Linked DNA regions of Mus musculus: all the other regions are linked to region 1. The links are chromatin contacts, called in public Hi-C and promoter capture Hi-C maps. All regions are on one chromosome and are shown on one strand. Each heading gives the region's core, a stretch centred on a gene start, on an enhancer-like site or on the middle of the called end of the contact. The rest is flanking DNA. Distances are from core to core; before and after follow the strand shown. Region 1 holds the start of Slc38a1 (solute carrier family 38, member 1). Region 2 holds the start of Pim3 (proviral integration site 3). Region 3 holds the start of Brd1 (bromodomain containing 1).

Region 1 (3,622 bases), core at 743-3,242:
TCGTTTCAGAAAGGACAGTTAATACCCAACTAAAGTGAAGAGGATTAAATGTGAAAACAGCGAGAGTGCGTAGCCGAGAAGCATAGAAAGCGTGTAGCCGAGAAGCTAGTGAGTAGGACGAGCTGGGTTCCTATTTCATTCAGCTCGAACAGCCCTGAGTAACTAGTCGTTCTGTGTACAGGAGCTGGCAAGTTAAGTAACATCCTGAGCTAAAAGGCTTGGGATCATGTTCTCTGCAACACCCATGAGTGTACATCTTTTTTTAAAAGACGCACAACCTTCAACAGGCTTTTTTTTTTAAACATAGTTTTAAAAATACTTCATTTATTTATTTATTTATTTACTTACACTCCAGACCCCATTCCCCTCTCAGTCCACTCTCCCTCCAACAGTTTCACATCCCATACCGCCCCCCTTACCCCCCCTCCACGAGGATGTCCCTAGAACCCAACCCCCACCCAACCAGACCTCTAAACTCCTGGGCCCTCCAGTCCCTTGAGGGTTAGGTGCATCTTCTCTGGCTGAACCCAGACCGGGCAGTCCTCTGCTATATATATATGTGTTGGGGACCTCATATCAGCAGGTGTATGGGCGGGGGCGGGGGCGGGGGCGGGGGGGGGTTAGTCCAGGTTAATTGAGTCTGCTACTGGCCCATATACCTATTCAGGGTAACTTATTCAGTCATAATCGTAACAAAATCGTAAATTTTGACTTCCTCTAGGAAGAAAGGTAAAAAGAATGGACTTTCGGTGTAAACTTAGAGTGTTACTATAATACATAAGTTTTTCACACAAAGAAGGAGCAACAGGACAAAAAAAAAATGGGGTGGGGGGTGGGGGGAGATGCTGTGTTTGAGGAAGAAACTGCCCTTCTGATTGCAGTGACCTTCCGGTTTCCAGGCATGTTCAAGAACACACCTCCCACTTGTTTCTTTGGAAGCCAGTGTTTAACTCACCACGACCATTTACGGCCATTGGAAGGGAGCAAGAATACCAGCCACTAAAAAGCTTAAATCTTGGTTGGCCCCCCACTTTCCCAGAGGAGACTGAAAATCTGTAAGCACCGCAAAACAGCATTCATTACTCAGCCTCTTGAAAGGCTCCAGGTAGAGTCATTTTTGAATCATGATTCAACCGCCATTTCTTGTTTTGATGGAACAGTGATGGCTAACATGTTGATGGCTAACTTTATGTTTAAAAATCTCTGTGCTTAAAGCAAATTTCGACCTCCAAATGTTAAGCGCTACTAGGGGTTAATCTTTATTATTATTATTATTATGGTTTTTTTTTTAACTGCTGGTTCTGCTTCTGTAAACAAGCTTGCAAGAGAACAGATTGAAGCTTTGTATTCTTTGCCTTTGTAAACCCTTGGCTGAGGTGTCTGGGTGCTACATTCGGAATTCCATCTCGGCGTCAGTGTCTGAATAAAATCCTCTTGGTTAAAATTTATTAGTGGTCAGGCTGATGAATCTCCGGCCGGACCCAAAACAGGAGCCATCCGGATGAGAGGGACTCAGGCTTCCACGCGGCAGACTCCGTGGTGGTGGTGGTCTCATTGGCTGGTGTGTAGGTGGGATTTCCTGTCGCCATTTTAAGGAGAAGCGACTGTGCCAGCCAGTCAGTTAAGGGGCTGCACTTCAGACAAAGAGTGGGGCAGGAGAAGTAACCCGAGGCGGATATGGCTTTCAGCCTGTTCCTTTTTCCAGGCCCAGCAAGGGTAGAGTCACGTGGCCGGGGCAGCAGGGCTATTGGTGCAGACCCCTTGGGTTATTGTCACACTCTGAGTCCCAAGGGGTCCCCAGAGCTGCTCTGGGGGGGGGGGGGGCGGGACTGTAGGTGTCCAGGTTTCCAAAGGTGTCCCCGCGCGTCCCGTAGTCCACCACCGCCCCTGGGTCGCGGGGCTACCCTCACGCTGCTCCCTTCCCACAATGCAACTCCGTTCGGTGAGGCCCTGGCGTACCCCAAGAGACGGCCCCCTGCCACCGCCTGGGCGAGTGAGCCGCTCCACCTCCAACCCCGAGGGTGCGGGTGCGGCAGCTGTGGCCCCAGCTGAGGCCCCGGGAGGGCGCAGGCAGGTGCCGGGAGGCCCGCAGCCTCCGTATGCTCGGGTACCACCAGCGCGTTGTTCGCGCATCCGCTCGCACTGCCCTTCCTGGATGCTCGGTGTCCGCCAGCCGCGGTCGCCTTGCGGTCTGGTAGCCCAGGGGGGAAGAGGAGCAAGAAGGCGCGGCGACCAGCGGCATGTGACCCGCACTGCTCTACCGCACACAGCTCAACTCCGCCGGCGCGCGGGCATGGAGGGATGATGGTCTGAAAGGCCGCGCTCCCGTCCCCAAACTGCCGAAGAGAAAGGGCGACGCGCCTCGCAGGAGCCAATGAGTCAGGTTGGAGCCCCTCCGCGCCGGGCGTGTGAATGTAAGTGCTGGCGGGCAGAGTGTGGGTGGGGGGAAACTGATGCAACCAGCCCTGGGAGGAGGAGGAGGAGGAGGAGGAGGAGGAGGAGGAGGAGGAGGAGGAGGAGGAGGAGGAGGAGGAGGTGGTGGTGGAAAAGGAGGAGGAGGAGGAGAGCTGTGGCCACGCCACTCTTCCTGAAGGTCGCCGGTAACCCGGCCTTTTACCTTCCTCCGAAACCCGCCACGCGGATCCTCCCCGCCCAGTCTTACAGACCTGGGGCCACCTTTCCCTAGCTAGTCCTTGACACAAAAAAGGACATCTAACTGCCGGGGACGGCCTGGAAGGGCGGACACTTTGGTGGCGCCTTTCCCTTTATTTCTCGAGGTAAGGTGCTTTTGGAGGGCAGAGGGAGCGGCGACTTGGAGGGAAGGGGAGTTTGAACAGGAAGGGAAGGAGGTAACTCAGACAGCCTCCATGTCTCGTGGACACGGGCAGAGCGTCGCGGCGCCTTTCTAGAAGGCAGGAGTCCGGTGCCCTTCCCTGAACGCAGGGACTCCAGATACCGCCGTGGCGTACAGTACCTTACTTTGTAGACCTGGTTTTATGGTGATGGAGTGTGCCACCAGATCTGGTGTCACTTTCGCGAATTAGGAACCAAGCATGCGATGTAAGGGGCATAAGGTACACCGAGGAGTGAATCAGTCTGCATCTTGGGACTGGCCGGCAGCGGAGCCTCGGAGACCGGCTCCCCAGCGCGGTAAACAGGTGCACGTTGGCTGCACCTCCACGGGCTCGGCCCCTGTCTCCGTTCCGGTTAGTGGGATGATGCTGGCAGTGACTCACTTTCCTCTCCCTCTCTGGAGGCTCTCTCCCGAATGAAGAGCCAGTGATAGGCTACTTCCTCTAGAGCCTGGTCCGGTGGGGCGGGAGAACAAAAGGCCACTGCTTGCGCAGGACCCTTGCGCCCTGGTCTCCCCTCCCCCGCACCTGGCCCCAAACGTTGCGGCAAAACGCTTATAAACTGGTCCGCTCCACGCGAGGAGGAAAACGCGCGGAGATCTCTTGTAGCCCGTCTTCATCTCTCCCAACCCCCGCGACAGCCCGGCTCCGGGTGCGGGACTGCTCCGCACCCTCGCGAACAGCGCGCGGATCCCGGTGCATCGCCCGCCGCTGGGTTTCGGCCCAACTGTGCTCGCACTAGACTCGAGTGCATATGGCGGCAAAAGGAA
Region 2 (3,666 bases), core at 534-3,033, 7.8 Mb after region 1:
CGCCCCGGCTCGCCTTGCTCAGCTCTGCAAGGCTCGGAAAGGGGAGGAGAGGAGCTTAGAAAGAGGAGGGGCGGGAGAGATGGGAGGAGGGAGGAGAGGAGTGGGGGAGCCCCGGCTTCCCCGCGCTCCGCAATGCGGGGATTTCTACTGCGGCGCCCCCGCGCTCCGCACGCACGCACGCACGCAAGGGAGGCCCGCGAGCGCCCTCCCCGGCACAGGGAGGGGCCACGGCGCCGAGGCGGCTGGCGGGGGCCCTGCGTCACGCGCGTATCGCGGGTCTCCCTGGCTGCCACCCACCGTCCCCAGACCCTGCGCCCTCACACCGCAGAGGGCTACCCCGGTGTCCCCAGTCCCCCCCACCCCTCCCGTAAGCCAGGCGTGGCGCGTGGCCGCCTAACAGTCGCCGGAACGCCGCACCACCTGCTCACCATCAAAGTCAGTGTAGACCGTGTCCTTGAGCACCGCGCCCGAGCCGAAGTCGATGAGCTTCAGCTCTCCCGAGCGCAGGTCCACCAGCAGGTTCTCGTCCTTGATGTCGCGGTGCACGACCCCACAATTGTGGCAGTGCCGCACAGCGGCAAGCACCTGCGCGAAGAAGCGACGCGCCAGCGGCTCGTCCAGGGCGCCTCGTTCAGTGATGAAGTCGAAGAGGTCCTGTGCCGGCTCGGGTCGCTCCAGCACCAACAAGAAGCCGTCGGGCCGCTCGAACCAGTCCAGCAAGCGGATGACGCCGCGCGCGCCGCCCGCCGCGCCCACCTTGCGCAGCAGCACCACCTCCAGGGGCACGGCCACTCCGCCCTGGGGGACAAGGCGGTCATCGGACAAAGCCAAGGCAACCCACACCCGCATGCCCCGCACCCGCACGCCCCGCACCCGCATACTTACGAGACTGCCCCACTCGGTCACCCGCTCCTTCACCACGTGCTTCACAGCCACCTGCGGGGAAAAGAGGGGGCGACACGCGAGCGGTCAGACGGGCGGCCGAGCGTGGCGATCGTCCACGCGGGTGCGCCCGGAGCCACGACTCACCGGGAGTCCGTCGGCGATGCGGCTGCCCGCGTAGACCGTGCCGAAGCCGCCGCTGCCCAGCACGGCGCCCACCTGGTACACCTTCTCGAAGCTCTCCTTGTCAGCCTTGGCTGTGGGACAAACAATCGGGTTGATGATGACCCAAAGCCACCCCCCGGCCCCCGCCCAGGCCCCCTCCCTGGTCCCCACACATACCTGGCTGTAGGATCTTCACTGGGAGGTGGTCCACGCCGCCAGGCCCGCAGAGGTGCGCCAGGGAGCCGAACTTGGACAGCAGCATCGCGGGTGGCCTCGCGTGCGGTGCCGCCTCTGACCCGTCCGGCAAGGACGCGGGAGGGCGGTCTTCCTGACCGCAGACAGCGCGGCGGATCCCACGGCCCCGAGGCCGAGCGCTCAGCGGGGCAGCCGCGCGGCGCAGTTGCCCGGTGGCCGCGCGAAAGCGCGTAGACGGCAGCTGGCCGAGCAGCTCACACGCCCCGGCCGCCTCGCCCCGGGGTTTTGGACCACGGAGATGTGTATCCTTCCGCGGAGGCGGGGCCGCCTGAAGCTCCGCCTCCTTCCGCCCGAGGCTCGCTTTGCGGTGTGGCTGTTTTGAGTCTCGCAGGGCGGTGCTGGGGAAGCCGGACGCTCCCTGTCGTTTCACCAAGGGCTGGTGGCGCGCGGGGACGACGACCCGTCCGGACTAGCTTGCCGTAGTAGAGTCGCGGAGGTGCACGGCGTTCCGCGGCTTTCACGGCGCTCTCACCCGCCCTGCGCACGCGCAGCTCGCGCGCGGGCGGCGGCCCCCTTATGTCTCCGGCAGCGCGGGCGGGGCCGCATAAGCCAATGAAAATCGAGGTTTTGAAAGGACACGGGGACTCAGCCAATGGCAGCGTAGGGCGGGGCCTTCCGAGCCTCGCCCCCCAGGCCGCGCTGAGGAAGGTCACTCTCCGGCTCCGCGAGTTACGCGTGTTGTTCCCTCGTTCTTCGTGGGCGTTTGTGGCTGGGGGTGTGCGAGGAGTCGGCCCCCTCTGAGAAGCGGAAGTCCGGGAGGACAGTCGTGCGGCCCTGAGGCCTACGCTGACACTAGCTCTGTGTGCGTCACCCGCTGCTCGCGCGCCACGATGCGCACGTGGCTGGGCGACAGAGAAAGCATTGCCCTCAGACCTCTCAACCCAGCCTCAGCTCCCTGGAGCACACCTTGAGTGTTCGCCCATCAGCTAGGCTCAGATCTCATGCTCCTAGCTGGGTACTTATGAGAGCCTCCTAAACCCTAGATCCTCCCTCCTGGGAACTTGTCCCTCTGCTCTAAGGCCATCTGACAAAGTGTCCCTTTAGCTGCTCACAACTACCAAAGGTCCTTTGTTGATGACTATTATGCCCATAGTTCCGTCCTGAGCAGCTCAAGTAGACACAGCCTACAGCAGTCTCCCTGTGTCCTTTTTACCTATACCTTAAGACACCAGTGAAATTAGACTCAACTGTTGTTGACCCCTGGCTAAGTCACTGACCCAAGAGCAACCCAGGACTTGGAGTTGTCATCTGTCATAGCTGGGTGAGAATGAGTTGAGAGCCATTGCTCCCTGGACTTCAGTTTGATGTCTAAACGATTCAACTGTCGTTCCTGAACTGCTACTACTTGGGGGATCTGGAGCCTGGCTTCCCACTGGCTTATCCATGTTCCTCCACTAACACCGCAATCCACACTTTCTCTCTCTGGAACCTTTCTGAGGCGCCTACTGCCTTGACACTATTTGGGGCCCACCTGGTTTCCTCACCCCCTTTCTGTCTTTGTGGCCTAGACCCTCAACAGTCTGGACACACTCAGGCCCTCGGAATAGGTCTCAGGTTCTTGGAGCTCTGTCTGGCTGTCTCCTAACATGCTTTCCAGGAGCTGACCACATCTGCCAAGAACAAAGCTTTCCATACCAGCTATCAGCAGGGTTTACAGGGTACCTGCTCAGGTGTGGGGGAGGGGCGGGGGTTGTCTGCCTGTGGGTGCTTTCAAAGGACCAGCTAAGAACCCAACAGGGCCTGTGCTCCTCCTGGCCAGGACAATCTGGTTGTATTGGACCCCAGTCTTTCGGGAGAGGGAGGGAGGGATCCTTGAGAACTGTCTAGGTGGGTAGTAAATTCAATGGTGAAGAATGGCTGGGGTTCCCTGGTGTCTCCCTAGAGACCCTCACCCAGCATGTGACCAGGCTGGCCTCAAACCCATAGAGATCCTCCTGCCTCTGCCTCCCCAGTTCTGGGATTAAAAGTGTGTACCAGCACCAACCGGCTCCCAAGTGATTTTCTTTTCTTTTTTTTTTTCTCTCCTGTTTGTTTGTTTTTTAAGACAGGGTTTCTTTGTGTTGTCCTGGAACTTGCTCTGTAGACCAGGCTGACCTTGAACTCAGTGATCCACCAGCCTTTCCCTCCTTAGTGCTGGGATTAAAGATGTGTTCCACCACCACCTGGTTCCCAAGTGAATTTCTAAGCGGGTTCATTCCAGATCATCCTGGCCTTCACCCTGGCTAGTTCCTCTTGTAGTTGGCCTTGGGAGACCAGGACCAGAAAGGACCCCCCTATCCTTGGTCCCTAAACTTCTGAGGGGTGCTCCTGACACCTCGAATCTTCCCATACTAACTTACCTTATGGTGCTGTCACTCATAGCTC
Region 3 (3,684 bases), core at 747-3,246, 7.9 Mb after region 1:
CTCATCTTGCTTGTTCTTCACGGTCCTGGGATGCTTAGATTCAGATGAGTGGACTTCTGTAGAGGAGGCAGCATTTACAGTTCCTGGCTTTGCGGCAGATGTGTTCAGGCCTCACAGGGTACCCCTACCATGGCTCAGTGGTGTGCATGAAGAAAGTACTAGCTAAACAGGAGGCCTTGCTCGGGAGTGGCTCCAGAATTAACTTACCCTTAAAGACTATTTTTCAGCAGGGCAATTGCCTTTAATCCCAGGACTCTGGAGGCAGAGGCAGGTAAATCTCTTGAGTTCAAGGCCAGTCTGCTCCACAGAGGAAGTTCAGGGATATACTGAGGGGCCTTGTATTGAAAAACAAAACAAACAACAACAAAATGACTATTTTCCAGCCCATAGTTTGGCTACAGTGGGATAAGAGTAGTGGCCAGCCAAAAGCTGCAAGGCACAGATGAGCAAGTCTGCCTTGTCCCAATAACTGTTTGGTGCCACATCCTGAGCTGTGAGCCTGCCCTGCCTGTCATGGGCGGGGAGGAGAGCAGCTCTGCTCACGAATGAAAAGCTCTTCTGTTTACCTGAGAGGTCCAGGCTAATGTCACAGGCACATGACTAGTGCTTCATCACCATGACACCTGTCATAAGCCTTCCAAGGCAACCAAAGAACTACCCAGTCTTCACCCCCATTTCAAAATACTTACAGATGAGTCTCATAATGAAAATTCTCTAGAAGCCACTAACTTTTAAACTAAGGACAAAGTAGACGGAACAAGCTGGAGAGTAAGACCAGTGTCCCTAAGCACCAACCCAAAGGGCCCTGATTTCAAAATCTTCAAGCCTTTTACAGCAGAGGTTCTCAGCCTGTGGGTCACAACCCTTTTGGTCCTGCATATCAGATATTTACATTCATAACAGTATTGAAAATTATAGTTATAAAGTAGAAGTGAAAGAATTTGATGGCTGGAGGCCATCACAGCATTGATCAGCAGCAATAGGACTGTTGAGAACCACTGCTGTAAGTGTTACCAGCTCCTTGGTAGGGATGTCAATGCTTAAATACTTCTATGAGTACAATGCTTATAAGAGGAAGGCCTAAGTCATGGGTGGTGGGCCATGCCTTTAGGGAGGCCGATCTCTGACTACATAGTGAGTTACAGTCAGAATTACATAGTGAGAGTCTGTCTCAAAACAACAAAACCAAAAATCAGGCAACCAAACAATCAAACCACCACCACCAAAGTAAGTAAGAAAGGTAGACAGACAGACAGAAAGAAAGAAAAGAAGAGGAAAGCCTGAGTTGGAGGCATGCCCCCAGACCTGGCTGCCCATAGTTTGAGATTGCTACTACTTGTCCCAGTCACTAGTCATCCTCAAGTCCTTTCCATACCCTCCTCTACCCAACCACTGACCTCGTGCCCTTGTTAATGCCTTTCTAGTGCCACCTTAGGGTTCCCCAGTCCTAGCCATTTATTCCTCAAATAAATCCACCCTTGTTTGGTGATCCCCTCCATCACGGCCCTCATTTCCATTCCCTCCTAACTCATCCTCCGTGAACCACGCTGGTCACCAGACACTATCAGAACCCCACTTCCCCCCCTTAGGATGCATCTCTTGATTCTCTCAAAATACCACTCCCTTGGAAAGCAAGCACTCTCAGGAAACTCCACCTGGCTCTCTAGGGTCAGCATTCTTGCTCTACTCAGTGCCATTGACCCCATAGTAAACACCATTCATCTGGTTACCCTTCTCTTACAGCAGCAGTCCTTCATCCTCAGGAACCCTAGCCTGTCTCCCCCAGAATTCTCCTCCTAGTCACCCCACTTTTGTAGCACTCCTCCCCCATCCGGATCCCCACCCTAACACCCTTCCTGGTCACCCCACTCTCTCCTTCGCGTCCCGCCCCGCCCCCTTATCCCGGCTTGGCGCGGCGCGCGTCGTGGCGGCGGCGGGCGGGGCGCGTCTCGCACGCAGCGCGCCGGGCGGAGCGCTCGCCGCATTGTTTGCTTCGCTGGGGAGCGAGCAGCGCCTCGGCAGGCGTCCGAGCAGCTCCGCGTCCGCGTCCTCCGCCCGGCCGGGCCCCGAGCCGGCCTCAGCCGGCCGTGCCGGCGCCGCCGACCCCGCCCGAGCCGCGGCGCCCTGCGGGCCCGGAGCCGCTGGCCGAGCGCGCCCCGGAGCCCGGCGGGGCACGGCTGCGCGGCCGTTGGCGGAGGAGCCGCGGCGCCATTAGCGCCGCCTCGGCCGCGCCGGCCTCCGCGCCCGCCCGCCCGCCGGGCTCCCGCGGCCGCGGCGCCCCCGAAGGTGAGTGTCTGACGGTCGCCGTTCGCCGCCCGCCTCGCCGGCCGGGGCGGAGGTGCAGGCGCCATGTTTGGAGGCGGCAGCGGCGGCTCCGCATTGTCCGCGGGCGGGGAGGCCGGAGAGTCGGGGCGGCGAGGCCCCGAGGCCGTGAGGCCTGGCGGGCGCGGGAGCCGGAGGGACCGAGAAGGCCGGGCGGACGTGCGCCGCCGTGAGCCGGCGCGGCCGGGGACGCCGGAGATCGGTGCCGGCGGCTCGCCCAAGAGGCCGGGTTCGGGAGGCGAGGCCGCGGCGAGATCGCGGAGGCGGAGGCCGCAGCCGGGTGGGGGCGGAGAGGGACACGGAGGCCGCGGCGGGGTCGGGGAGACAGAGGAGTAGAAGGAGGCCGCCGCGGCGCGGGAGGCGCGGCCAAGAGAATGGAGCGATCGGCAGGGCTCAGTAGGCGGGGAGGCCGCCGGGCCGGGCGGGCGGGCTCTGGGCAGCTCGGCTGTCTGGGCGGCTGGGGCGGCCGAGGGGCCGGGCGTCGGACAGCGGAGGAGGCGGAAGGCCTGGGGTCTCGTGGCGTCTGCCCACGTCCTCGCCCGTAGCCTTGGCGGTGCGGAGCGGGTCGCATTATGTAACAGATCGGTCCGATCTATTTTGCCAAGACAGGAAACTCCCTTGAAGAGGGACGGGCTCGGAAGATTTCCTAAGTGGAGCGGGGCCTGGTATCTCCGGAGCAAGCCCGCAGCTCCGCCACAACTCCGTGGATGAGTGCAGGAAACGCCGAGAAACGAGCGCGCGTGCGCGGCTTTCTTGGGCCTTTAGGAGAGAAGCAACTTTCCTGTGCGCTTAATTTGCAGAAAACGCAGCTCCTCATGGTGCCCTGCAGTTGTGACACACTTACACACACCTAGGAAACGGCCCCCCTTCATGGAGGACATTCACTTCACCCAGCTGCGACTGTTTTAGAGTATCTGTCATCTGGTAACAAGTAGTTACAGAATTTCCCTATTACTTAGTTACTGTTTTATCACTTGTTGGGTCGCGTGCACTGTCCTGAGTCTGTGTTTTTCTCTCCGGATGGTCACCTTAGAGTAAGGTGTGTCTCTTTCCTGTGTGCTTTTACGGTGAGGGGTGGAAGCTAGGAAGAGTTTAAATGGCTTGTCCGCAAACCGGGCCGGAAATGAACGGAGCTGATTTTGAGCATGGAGTCTTTCCCCTCGTTTTGCCGGCAAAGCTTTTTAGGATGCGTTTAGCCCAGTGATTTCTGGAGAAGCATGCTTGTTGCCTTTGCTGATTCCTCCGTGGAGAGATGCTTGTTCCTGCATAGAGCCAGAGGGGTAAAGTGCTGGGTATATGAAAATGAGGAAGTAGATGAGATTGTTGGTCACTGTGCCGGGCAGTACTGTTACATGTCCGCTT

Evidence for each region. Promoter capture Hi-C pulls out the DNA fragments that hold promoters and counts their contacts. A called contact is a pair of places that touch in the nucleus more often than the background predicts.
Region 2: a contact with region 1 is called in a Hi-C map of B cells, with 6 read pairs. The contact joins the promoter of Pim3 here to the promoter of Slc38a1 in region 1.
Region 3: a promoter capture Hi-C map of cranial neural crest shows a contact between it and region 1. The contact joins the promoter of Brd1 here to the promoter of Slc38a1 in region 1.

The regions. Positions count from the first base shown.
Region 1 is chr15:96,641,283-96,644,904 of GRCm38.p6, reverse strand. It overlaps Slc38a1 (solute carrier family 38, member 1), which reads left to right and starts at 1,992. Exons shown (of 16, transcript NM_001166458.1): 1 at 1,992-2,414.
Region 2 is chr15:88,860,311-88,863,976 of GRCm38.p6, reverse strand. Pim3 (proviral integration site 3) reads right to left here and starts at 1,783. Exons shown (of 6, transcript NM_145478.2): 1 at 1,225-1,783; 2 at 1,030-1,139; 3 at 886-936; 4 at 429-798. The coding sequence starts at 1,309. Gm33049 reads right to left here. Exons shown (of 3, transcript XM_006521646.3): 3 at 1,471-2,144. The coding sequence ends at 1,497.
Region 3 is chr15:88,732,531-88,736,214 of GRCm38.p6, reverse strand. Brd1 (bromodomain containing 1) reads left to right here and starts at 1,996. Exons shown (of 13, transcript NM_001033274.3): 1 at 1,996-2,286. Gm41377 (a long non-coding RNA gene) reads right to left here and starts at 2,094. Exons shown (of 3, transcript XR_875560.2): 1 at 208-2,094; 2 at 1-56.